4 separate regions of the Mus musculus genome follow, and all the other regions are linked to region 1. The links are chromatin contacts, called in public HiChIP or PLAC-seq and promoter capture Hi-C maps. All regions are on one chromosome and are shown on one strand. The core of a region is the stretch at or near the end of the contact, and the rest is flanking DNA. Distances in the headings are between cores, read along the strand shown.

The links. Promoter capture Hi-C pulls out the DNA fragments that hold promoters and counts their contacts. HiChIP or PLAC-seq counts read pairs in DNA pulled down with a chosen protein or histone mark.
Region 2: an H3K4me3 HiChIP or PLAC-seq map of embryonic limb bud shows a contact between it and region 1, with 5 times the contacts expected there. The contact joins the promoter of Arpp19 here to the promoter of Wdr72 in region 1. A contact is called at or near these places in 1 of 39 promoter capture datasets (hippocampal neurons) and 2 of 115 datasets of contacts at active chromatin or transcription factors (embryonic limb bud and embryonic midbrain).
Region 3: an H3K4me3 HiChIP or PLAC-seq map of embryonic forebrain shows a contact between it and region 1, with 4 times the contacts expected there. The contact joins the promoter of Fam214a here to the promoter of Wdr72 in region 1. A contact is called at or near these places in 2 of 39 promoter capture datasets (cranial neural crest and hippocampal neurons) and 3 of 115 datasets of contacts at active chromatin or transcription factors (astrocytes, embryonic forebrain and embryonic stem cells).
Region 4: a promoter capture Hi-C map of liver shows a contact between it and region 1, with 3 times the contacts expected there. The contact joins the promoter of Myo5a here to the promoter of Wdr72 in region 1. A contact is called at or near these places in 2 of 39 promoter capture datasets (both in liver).

What each region holds. Positions count from the first base shown.
Region 1 is chr9:74,108,930-74,111,767 of GRCm38.p6, reverse strand. Wdr72 (WD repeat domain 72) reads right to left here and starts at 1,434. Exons shown (of 20, transcript NM_001033500.3): 1 at 1,069-1,434. It overlaps Gm33407 (a long non-coding RNA gene), which reads left to right and starts at 1,484. Exons shown (of 4, transcript XR_379627.2): 1 at 1,484-1,635; 2 at 2,782-2,838.
Region 2 is chr9:75,036,362-75,039,061 of GRCm38.p6, reverse strand. Arpp19 (cAMP-regulated phosphoprotein 19) reads right to left here and starts at 1,330. Exons shown (of 3, transcript NM_021548.4): 1 at 1,101-1,330. The coding sequence starts at 1,145. It overlaps Gm51714 (a long non-coding RNA gene), which reads left to right. Exons shown (of 2, transcript XR_003948357.1): 1 at 1-495; 2 at 595-1,818.
Region 3 is chr9:74,951,603-74,954,302 of GRCm38.p6, reverse strand. It overlaps Fam214a (family with sequence similarity 214, member A), which reads right to left and starts at 1,250. Exons shown (of 13, transcript NM_001113283.1): 1 at 1,025-1,250; 2 at 473-589. The coding sequence starts at 488.
Region 4 is chr9:75,069,881-75,072,747 of GRCm38.p6, reverse strand. It overlaps Myo5a (myosin VA), which reads right to left and starts at 1,542. Exons shown (of 41, transcript NM_010864.2): 1 at 1,089-1,542. The coding sequence starts at 1,115.

The DNA of each region.
Region 1 (2,838 bases), core at 185-2,684:
CTTAAAGAAGTGGTGATATTGGACTCAACACAGAAGATTGACTTCTGTGGTTTTGAAAATCAATCCTCCTTTTAGAGTGTCACAGGAAGGACTACCCTTCTCTTTTAGTGTATTCTTGAATATACTTTTGAGGGACTTAGTACTGAACTAAGTAAGGAACTAAAGGAAACAAAGGAACAGGTGATGGAGAGAGAGAGAAGAGGAGGAGGAAGAGGAGGAGGAGGAGGAAAAGGAGGAGGATGGACTGCAAGTAAGCATAGCACTTGTTAGAAAAAGAGCTTACTTTTCCAGAATTCTTGAGATTCCTAGAAAGTAGGAGGAGGGGCTCACTGGCCCCCACCCCCTTGCAGTGGAGCTAACAACAGCTGATGACTTCAAGTCCAGGACAAGGTAGTAGGGGTGTGGCCCTACTAGATGGACCATGCTTCAGTGGAGGGCTCTAACACATGTTATGTGGGCAGCACAATCGGACTCCATGGATTATTTAAAAACAAAACAAAACAAAACAAACAAAAAATAAAAACCAACTTGATGTTGGGAAGGAGGAGTGCCATGGTGAAGTGGATTTAGGTGGGATTAAGGGACAGAGTGGAAGTGACTATGAATGATCCAAATACATTGTTTGCATATATAAAATTTCCAAAGAATTAATAAAAATATTGTATAGGGAAAATACACTTAAAGGTGGGGGTGGGGTGAGGAGGGGGGAGTTGGGAAGATAGAGAAAGCGAAAACCCTCTATGTGCACAGGGACAGAGGCAGACAGAAAAGGGAGACGACAGATTCTGAGTATGTGCATTAGCTGAAAAAGTATTCTCCCAAATTGGCCTAGTGTTCAACAGCTGACCTTGAACTCCTGAGACAGACGACCTCCAGGAGGAAGAAGAAAGAGTGTAAGGCAGAGCTGGGCTCTACCATTGTTAACTGTACACAAACGGGCTGGAAGGAAAGATTCCTGCTGGACTGGAAACACTGCCCTAGAGGGAGTCTTGCTAGCAAGTCACCTTACCCAGTTTTCTTAGAACAGGCATCCCCCTGCCCTTTCAGCCTCTCCCCGTCCAAACTTACAAGAGTCTGGTCTTGGTTAAGCAGGTCTTCTTGGCTGTCTCGGCTACAGGTGGGAGCAGGGGCTTTCCTCAGCTCTGTGTTGGGAGCAGCCTTCAGCTGTCACAGCCAGTAAGAGCTCACCTCCACCGGGTTCTTCCTACTGCTGCGGAGGGAGCTAGTTGAAAAGTCCGAGAAACTCTCTTCACGGGAAAAAAAAAAGAACTCTCCCAAAGCACCCGGGAGCAGTTTCCCAGCAGAACCCAAAGTGGGGACACTACATGCAGCTGTCCGCAGCCCACTCCCACGGATGTTCAGACTCCCAGAGAGGGAGGAGCTGGGCGCCTTCCCGGAGCTGAACCAAGCCCACAGGTGACAGGGCCGGGCTCAGAGGCCTCAGGTCGGATCCGCCCCCACCGGCCTCTGTCTGCCCCGCCCAGGCCGGCGCTGACCCAGCTGGCTCTGGTCTGCCTGCTTCCCACCGCCCTCCTATAGTGGACTTGCCTGCCGCTGACCAGGGCCGATCTTTCCAGGGACACTGCACCCAGCAAAGGGCCAAGGTGCCAGGAGCACTAAGAACTTTAATGAGGGGTGAGAGATTCCCCGTGAGTCTGGAGAGCTGGGTTGCACTGTTGAGACTGCTAAGAGGGCTAAGAAAAAACTCAGGCAGTAAAATGCTAACCCTCACAAGAATGGGGTCCTGAAGCCAGTAAAAATGTCTGGCTTGGAGGCCTGTGCACTTATAATACCAGTTCTAGGGAGAGGCAGACAGGCTAATCCCCGAGGCCAGCAACCTGGCTAAAGCCCTGTGCTCCAGGCTGTGAGAGACCTTGTTCAGGGGGAGGGAAGGGGCGGGGGGGGGGGGAGGAGAGGATGGTCAAGTATTTTAATTGACAGGGTAGATTGGAAAAATGGATTGGAAAAATGGCCCTCTGCCATTCTTGGGTCACCCAGTTCTTTTATCCTTCAAACCATGAGGTCTCTGGATTAGGAGAACCCCTGCAAATAGGTGGACAGAGATTTTTAGCCCCCAACACCCCTATAATATCCGGCTTCTCAAGTGCTCAGGACATGGGATCCTGCCCAGGATGACCGAGTCCTAGGTTATAGATCTAGGAAAGACCTTCCTGTTCCCATCTCTGCTCTTGCTATCTTTATGTCTTAGTGGTGCCGATTCTCGTCCAGTTACAGCCTCACTTCCATCATGAGTTCTGACCCCTAAGTATGCATCAAAGTTAGGAAGTCCAAATGTGCCTGGTCTCTGAGACTCCCTTCAATGTCCTGGGCAGAGGCTTGAGTTTTCACAGGGGCCTGAGTGTGGAACAACTCAAGACTTAGTTGCTTATTAAGAGATCAGCCATAGTAACCTGGGATTTTATAAGCCAGCCTGCTGTTCTGGGTCTTACCCTATTAGGTCCAGTGTCAATCCATGATGCTTTCAAAACCAACAAGGAATAGGATCTGGGGAGAAGCTTTGGGGTTGAAGAAAGTATTGTAAAAATGTAACATCATGGGAACTTTACCCCAGGATACATTTTTAAAATGTTGACAAATAGGGTCTCTCTCCATCATAGAAACACGGAGGGGCTATGCTGCCAAGAATAACTCCTTTGCCCTTGGTCTATTTGAGAGACCCTATAGATCTCACCTGGAAGGGTTCAGTCCCTCTGCTAACCATGGGACTGGAGTTTGTGTTTTCCCAGAAAGACCAGATAAGCTTATTTGCGTTCCTGGCAGATCCATCAAGCCCAGCACTGCGGAAGGTACTGATGAAGCCGATGGAGCTGCCGAGGA
Region 2 (2,700 bases), core at 81-2,580, 930 kb before region 1:
GAAATAATAAAGGGTAAGTTGACATGATTAGAATATATGGAATGAGCAAAACCCACTAATCTACAGTGCAACATTAGTATAAGGATTACGTTTAAACATTAGACCAAATTCCATATACAGTAAAGCAGTTTGGTATTAATTATCAATCAATTAATAAATTTTGAGACAGGATTTCATTATGTACTTCCAGCTGGCCTGGGACTCACAAAATTCCTCTAGCTTCTGCCTGAGTACTGGGATTAAAGGCCCAATTTGGGATTTTTTGTTTGTTTTTAAAGAAAAATTGTTGGGAACTCATGACTTTTCTCCTTTGTTAGCTAACTGACTCCATGTACCCTGGAAGTCAAAGCATCATAATAATTACGACGGAATGGGCAGGCACTACATAAGCATACAGGCCTCAAACTCGTAGGTGTGCTGCTAGCACATTTCCCTTCAACAGAGACATACAAATGAGCTGACAAATATATCCCCATGATTCGAGAAATATCTAAGGTAGTGAAATTTCCTAAAGCTCCAATTCTCGATTTTTAGTCAAGTGCCACATGCAAAGCCCATCAGCTAGCTTTTTTTTTTTTTTTTTTTTTTGAGCAGAAGTTGTGCTGGGTTTTTCGTTTGGGCCTCACAGCCGTCGCGGGACGTAGGTACTATTACCGGGACTTTACCGATAAGAAGACTGAAGCCCAAAGGGTTCAGGAAAGAGATCACGAGGCCACACAACTCACAACCCTAATAACCGAGCCCTGCATCGCTGCCTGAATGGAGACACCACCTTAAAGAGTTCCCTGCAAGCTCACAAGTGGCCCGAGCGCTTCCGGAGGGACAACGTCCTGAGCAAATCAAAGCCCACTACAGAACCTGGGTCCCTAACATGGGCCGGAGTCCTAGCTGCCTGGTACACTTGGGTGCTACACCGAGGCTCGGGAGCGGATCGGTTCCTTTCCACTCGCCAGGGCCCTCCCCGGTTGCGGGAGGAGCCGTCGGCGGAGGGCTCCAGGCCGCCCTCGCTCCCGCGGGCCCGCCAGCCAAGGTTCCCGCCACACCAGGTCCCGCGGATCCCGCGGGTCTCGAGGGTTCCCCGGGTCCTCCGGCACACTCACCTTTTGCTCCTCCGCAGACGCTGCCTCGGGGACTTCCGCGGACATGGTGCTCCTTCTGCAGAAGAGACGCCGGGAGAAGACAGATTACCGGGAGGCAAGACCGCCCGCCACCTTCTGCCTGCCCCGCTGCCCGCCGGGCCGGCGGCTACCGCCGCCTTGTGACGACACGGGCCCCGGGCTCCCGCCCGCCGTAGCTCCCGCAGCCCAGGCCCGCCAGGCTCCCGCGCCGCGCCCTTACCTACCTATCCCCGCGCCTCCGGCCCTGCGACGCCCGAGCACTTCCTCTTTCCCTCAAAGGTTGCGGCTCGCGCCTCACCTCACTTCCGTCCATGGGCGCACAGTGCTTCCTGGGAATTGTAGTTGGTCTGTGGCGCTGTGTTCCCCCTCCCCTCCACTTCCCCCGCCTTTCCAGACAACCCTGACCTCCTATTTAGTCCTCTGCTTGCTTGGCAGTACCTCTGCTTCAGTTTAACCCCATCCATCTTTACTTCCTCTGTTCTCTAACCTTGCCTCAGCGCCACCTTTTCTTCTTAGATCAACCTCTTCAAGCTACCACTGCTCCGGAGAGTTCTACAACAAGCACAGCACCATTACACAGGAATTGTGATTACTTTAGTAATGTCACCATTCCTCTTCATGTTAGCCACAGCAGGGAAGAAGTCAATATTTTACTCCCAGACCTTGATATTTCCCATGCAATAAATCACTGATAAATCAATTCAGCTTCCATTCCTTGCTCTCCCACGGCAGTCAGCTCAAAACATTGATTTTCAAAGCAATGATTTTCTTAACTGTCAAGTCCGTAGCTTCATATTTATTCGTCATTCTACTAAGCATCTTATAGCTGCTGGCACATTTGGTTCCAAGGAAATGTCCCTTAGAAATCTGGGGCTAAGGCAGACTTATATAGTTAACTAGTAAGAATCAGAAGGCAATGCAAGCAGTTCTGGAAGACAGGAGAACAATCAAAACCTCAGAGTCATTGGATATGGAATGTGGAAGACATCAAAATCAAAGCTGAGCCCTCTGGCATAGGACTGTAATCCCAGCTGTCTGGGAGGCTGAAGCGGAAGTGTGGCAAGTTTATGTATGCTTAGGTTATAGAGTAAATCAAAGGCCACCCTGGGGGATTTAGTGAGGCCCTGGCACAGTGGTAGAGAGTTTGCTTAGCACGGGCAAGTCCCTGCATTCAATCTCTCTCTCTCTCTCTCTCTCTCTCTCTCTCTCTCTCTCTCTCTCTCTCTCTCACACACACACACACAGAGAGAGAGAGAGAGAGAGAGAGAGAGAGCTTGGAAGTTGGCTCAGTAGCAGATGGATGGGTTGCCTGGAATGACTGTCCCTGCGTTTGACTCCAAGCAGCAGATTAAACAAGTATAGTGGTGCAATGCTTGAAGTCCTAGGACTGGGGAGGTAGAGGCAGAAGGATCAAGAAGTTCAAAGTTATCCTCAGCTTGAGTTTGAGGCTAGCCTGGGCTATGTGAGGCCCCGTGTCAAAAGTAAACTAAAACAAGACAACAACAATAACAATTACAAAGGCCAAGCAAACCCAAAACCCCAGCATGTGCAGAATTTCAGACAGGAAGTCTTGACTGATACT
Region 3 (2,700 bases), core at 1-2,500, 840 kb before region 1:
CTAGACAACTTGACAAAACCCTATCTATAAAACAAACAACAAACAAACAAAACACACCAAAAAAACCCCAAACAAACAGCGAATGAAATGCAAATGGCTACAAATATTACTTTTTATCAAGTTCAAACTCAAGTTTCAAAAGTTGACAAACTTTTCTGAAGTTGGATTGACTTCACCTAAAAAAATTGAAGAACTGCAACTAAAAAGGATACTAAGCCTGTGGCCACTAACAAACACTTCCTTTGACCCCTTCATCCTGCTAAACACTCTCTAAGAACAGGTCCTTCCCATCTGACTTTAACCACCTACTCCATAAGTCCATCTTTTTTTTCCCCTCAGCGTCTGGTATCTTCAGAGAGACAGTTCGTCACGTCTGACACAGGAATGGTTGATCCTGCGGAAAATTAGGTTAACACCGAAGGAGACAGAGAAACAAAACACAACTCAAGCTCTACTTAAATAAATCATTTACCTCGGTCTGGCTTCATTTTGGCATCCAATTTCCACCCAAAGTGCTGTAAAACACAGGTGTGGGTTCTTCCAACCGGCACACGGCTGACTCAACGGCTTCTGCTTCGTTTTCCAAACGCTAAGAGAGCAAAATAAACATAAAAAAAAAAAAATAAGAAAGAAAAAGAAAGACGGGTCTTAATTCCCCCGGATCTTGCAAGAAAACTACTAAGTTGGGCCTCTTCCTGGTGCAGACCTGCGGTGACAGAACCCTGGGCAGGTCTGAAGGAAAGGCGAAAAAAAGCAGCTCAAGTCTGCGCACCGCCTCCCCCGGCGTCCTCGGGCCTAGCACCCCTGTTCCCCGCCCCTGGGCTCTCCAGGCCAAGGTGTCCTCCTCTGACACAGCGTCTCGGAAGCACCAGCAGGATCTATTTATGCCCTGGAGGTACAGGCACAGAGGAGGAAGAGTCGGGCCACAGGAGCTAAGGCAGCCCTCGGTCCAGTAGCCTCTGGGCACCGAGGCACCCCCGCAGGGGCTCGGGCGCAGCAGCCCCCGCAGCCCCCCGGGCCTCACCTGCGGGGGATCCCCTCTGGCTAGCCCCTCCGAGGCTTCAGTAGCCGGGTTCCAGCCGGAGCCGGTCAGCAGCAGAGTCTGGGCATGTCCTCAGCCGCGCCGACCCACGCGTGGCTCAACCCACCCGGGAACGGCTCCCATGGCCCGCCCGCTCGCCGCCCTCCGGGACCCCTCGCTCCTCCTCCCGGCACTGCTCTCTGCGGCCGCCCGGCCGCTCACATCACACTCCGTGCTCCGAGCCACGCCTCCCCGAGCGCAGCGCGCATCTACCCCGCGGCCGCCGAGACGCCGAGACGCCGAGACGCTGCGCCCGCGCATCCACCGTCCCCGCTGCCTGCCCGCCTCGCTCGCTCGCTCTTTACTCTTTCTCTCACTGTTTGCCCTGTCAAAACACTACCCTGGTCACGTGTCCCAACAACAGCCAACCCACTCTCGTCACTTCCTCCGCTGAGGCTGCGCGCGCCGGTTGTTATGGCAACGCCGCCGCGCGTCCTGGAGTTGGAGATTGGGGACCGGTCTTCCCGGATAAGGGTCTCAGAGGACCCAGGGACCCGCAGGGACTGCCTGCACCGCGCGCCTAAGCAGCCAAGGAACTGCGCTCCGGGTGCATTGGGGTCACCTGGGAGATGTCAACCTAGGGCTTACCCCAGACGGGAAGATAATTATAGTTTCTACTCCTCCACAGGGATGCTGGCCTGGCGCAAAAGAACTGGGAATCCAGCCTTAAATGCATGCAATTTCCCAATGGAATCCGTGTTTGATGTGGCCAGGACAGGAAGGTGGGGAGCCATACCTTCCAGAGAAGGGTACTTGGAAACCAAGGAAGGCCTGTTCCCACTGCACCCCTAGATTTTCTGCATCTCTAGGACTTAAGAACCCAAGCTTCAGAAGCACTGGATGAGCTAAAAATAGCTTGTAACTTCTAGAGCACTGACTCACCGCCAAGCGGACACTTCTGACACCATGTTATTGTTGGGGAGCTGTAATTTTCTTGTTGTGCTATAACAATGTGACACGATGACACGGCGTGTTCTGATGTTGTGTCATCATTTAAACACAAACAGATGTCAAGAATTGCTGTAGCTAAAAAAAGCAACAAGGGTTGCAGCTATTAGCCACTCAGTTTATAGGCAAACCCAAATGAAGAAGTACAAAATTGCAAGGGTCTAGTTTCATTGGGAAAAAAACATGCTTTTTTAAGAACCTTTTTTTTTTCTTTTTGCATATGAGAATCACAACAGGAAGGACTAAGATCATCTGTGGTCGACTCTCTCTATAGTTTTCCGTTTCTACATTTTTAGAGGGTTATTTTTTTAACCCACAGTTTTTGTAAAGCACAAGATTGGCAATTTTATTTATTGTTGTTGATGATGATGATGATAATGTAAAGATTTTATTTTTCATGTATGTGTGAGGCTTGGACTACTGATCAGTGGTAAAGTGCTTGCCTAGCATGCACAAGACCCTAAAAATAAAATAACGGTACTTATATGTATGGGTAGTTGTGTGTTTATCTGTGTACTACATGCATGCAGTTCATCTAAAAGCCAGAAGAGGGCGTCGGATCTCCTGGCACTAGAGTTGTAAGCTGGGGACAGAATACAGGTCCTCTACAAACTCTTTTCACTGCAGAGCCATCTCTCCAGCCATGGTCATTGTCATTATCATTATCATCA
Region 4 (2,867 bases), core at 293-2,792, 960 kb before region 1:
CTCACAACAGCTTGTAAGGAAGGACAAAAGGACAAATAAAATTCACTCTATTTACAAGTAAGAAACCTGAACCAGAGAGGTTATGTAGTTTGCCAAATGTCACACAGTTGGGTGGAAAGGTACAGATTTCTTTCCTCAAGGCTGCAATTTGGGCTCTGGGCTTATTGATGTCACGTGTGCAAGAGATGATTCCAAACTGCTAAAAGAAGAGTCCAGAAAGCTGGGGCTATCTATATATAGCTCAGTTGTAAAGGGTTTACCTAGTATGCATGAGGCCCTTACATTCAATCTCCGTGCCTGAGAGGGAGACAAAGGCAGAGACAGAGAGAGACGGGAAGAAAGAGATTCTGGTAAAAATGTAAAAACATGAACTTGAAAAGTTAAGGCAATTCTGTTGAGTGGAATTAGAGGTAATTTTAATAATCATTAGCTGGCAAAACATCCATTGAAACCGTAACATAAGATACCATGAATGCATACACCACACACTGCCCAACACAGATTTTCTAAACAGTCTCTCCAAAATACGCCATTCAGAGATTACCAGACCCTGAGAATATGGGCGTCGGTTTAAGATTGAAAAGGCTGCCACTTCCCCTAAATGAAGACCAAAAGGGAAAGGCTCGCCGGAAAGGAGGGTGAGGACACAGAGCTAACGAGGCTCTCGGGGATAACGCGCAGGTTGCAAACTCCCAGGCACCAAGAAGCCTAAGAATAAGCTCGCCATCTCCGGGCTGCATCTTCCCACAGGCTCCGCACCCCAGGGCAAATGGCAAGAACCCGGCAGCTAAAGGTGAAAGCGGACTGGCCATAACTGCAGAATCCGAAATAATCTCCCCGAGAGGCTGCTGCCTGGCGCATACCGGCACAGGACGTTATTTTAAGCACGAGTCCCGGGAGAGCGGCCCGAGCATCTGCCCAAGAGCATCCCATCCGAAATGGGCTCGGGAGGCAGAGCAGGGAGGTACAGCCGGGCAAGGAGGTACAGCCGGGCAGTGGGGTGCAGTCCGGTGGAACCTGCCGGTCCTACAGCCACGGTCCCGGCCGCGCGACCCCTCCCCAGGACAAGGCTCTGCGGCGCGCGTTACCTTGGTGTAGAGCTCGGACGCGGCCATGGCGGGCCCAGCGCCGACGCCCCCCGCCTAGGCGGAGGCCGCAGCTCGCGTGGCGGCCGCCCGCGCGGGTGAAACGGTGGCGGGCGGGGAGCAGGGGAAGGGCCGGGCCGGGCAGGGCGGGCCAAGCTGGCGGGCGGGCCCGGGCGGGCCGGGGCGGGGCGCGTCAGGCGCTAGCGGCGGGCGGGAGCCTGACAGTCATCACCTCCAGGGCTCGGCGGCCGCGTGAGCCCGAGGCGCGTGCTCGGGGGACTCGGGTACCAGCCTCCGCGGCCGTCGCCGCCTCAGTCTCCCCAAGCCGCCTGGTCCACACACACAGCCCTTGCGGTCTCTTCAGTCGCCTCGCGTCCTCAGCGCCCCCTCGCTCCCTCAGTTTCCTCAGCCGCTTCGCCTCCTTAGAGGCCTGGTCTCTGTAGCCTCCTCTGTCTCCTCCGCGGCGCGCGATGCCGCCGCCGCCGCCGCCGCCGCCCTGTGCATTGTGGGAGCGGGAGGAGGCTGCGCTCGAGCGCTGCCACCGCGATCCCTCCCGGCTCTTTCGGGCTCACGCTGCCTCCCATCGGCGGCGGGCACCGAGCATCCTCGGCCCATGCGGCTGGCATCCCAAACCTGCTTTGGCGGAGTGGCCCCCCACAGTGTGCGCGAAGGTGGGGCAGTGAGGGAGCGCGTCCCGCTCGAGGTAGCGACGGTTAGAGTGCCCGCGTAGACCCGGCAGCCTCAAGGCTGCTCCTCCTGGCCCTGCTGTTTGTAGGGAGAGGACTTGAGGTAGGGGAGGGTTCGGGAAAGGCCTTTCTGAGAACCTGCAACTCCAGAAGAGACTTGCTCACGGCAGGGCGGGAAGCTGCACCACCCGGAATTTGAAGGATGCTCAAGGTCACTCTGCATTTGGGTTTGCACCCTTGGTGATGCAAGGACATAGGGTGGCCTCTAACACACAGAAACTCCAATGAACCTGAAAACAAGATGGCACTGGGAAATGGCCCATCTTAGACTTGGGCGTTTACATAGGTTCGCCACCATTCAGAATGAGACCTTTGTTCTGCTGATCGTGACAGCACTACCTGATGCTGATCCTGGAGTCACCTGAAAACGGCAACCTACTGAGAGAAACTCAAGTGTTTGCAGTCTTGACGCAGTCTATTCCGTGCCCTTACACGGACACAGGAATGTGGTCTTTTTCATCCCAACATGTTCTCTCCAGCCACACTTTCGTGCTCACTTGGAATACTCTTTAAAATTTTTAGCCTTTTAAAATGTGTCCATCTTCCTTCTTTAAACCTTAAGTTGTGGCCAGTGCCTATCATGGGAATCCAGTTTTATTGTTTGGCTTGTTGGGTTTTGAGACAGGTCTCACTAAGCAGCCCGGGTTTTCTTCAAACTCGCCATCCTCCTGCCTCTGCCTTGTGAATGGTGAAATTTTAGAGACATGGTTCTGAGACCAGTACAATGGCAGTCAAAGCACAAGCCTGACTCCCTAGTTATGTCTGAACATGAGGTGGGTATTTGAAGGAAGACTGTTCACCACTTTGATGTTTCTGGATTCCATCCTTTCTTTGTCTGCCTGTGAAAGGAGACAAAATGTACTTTGAGCCAGCAGAGCATCCAAAGCAATGAGTTGAGCTCCTGTCTCTTACACTTCCTTCATGCCTGTAGAAGGTGCCTGTTTCCTTACCCTCTAGATATTAGCTACCGGTCAGGACAGTTGAGGAATACTGAGTATGATGGGTTGGTGAGTCGGAGGGGGGGGGGGTAGGAAGA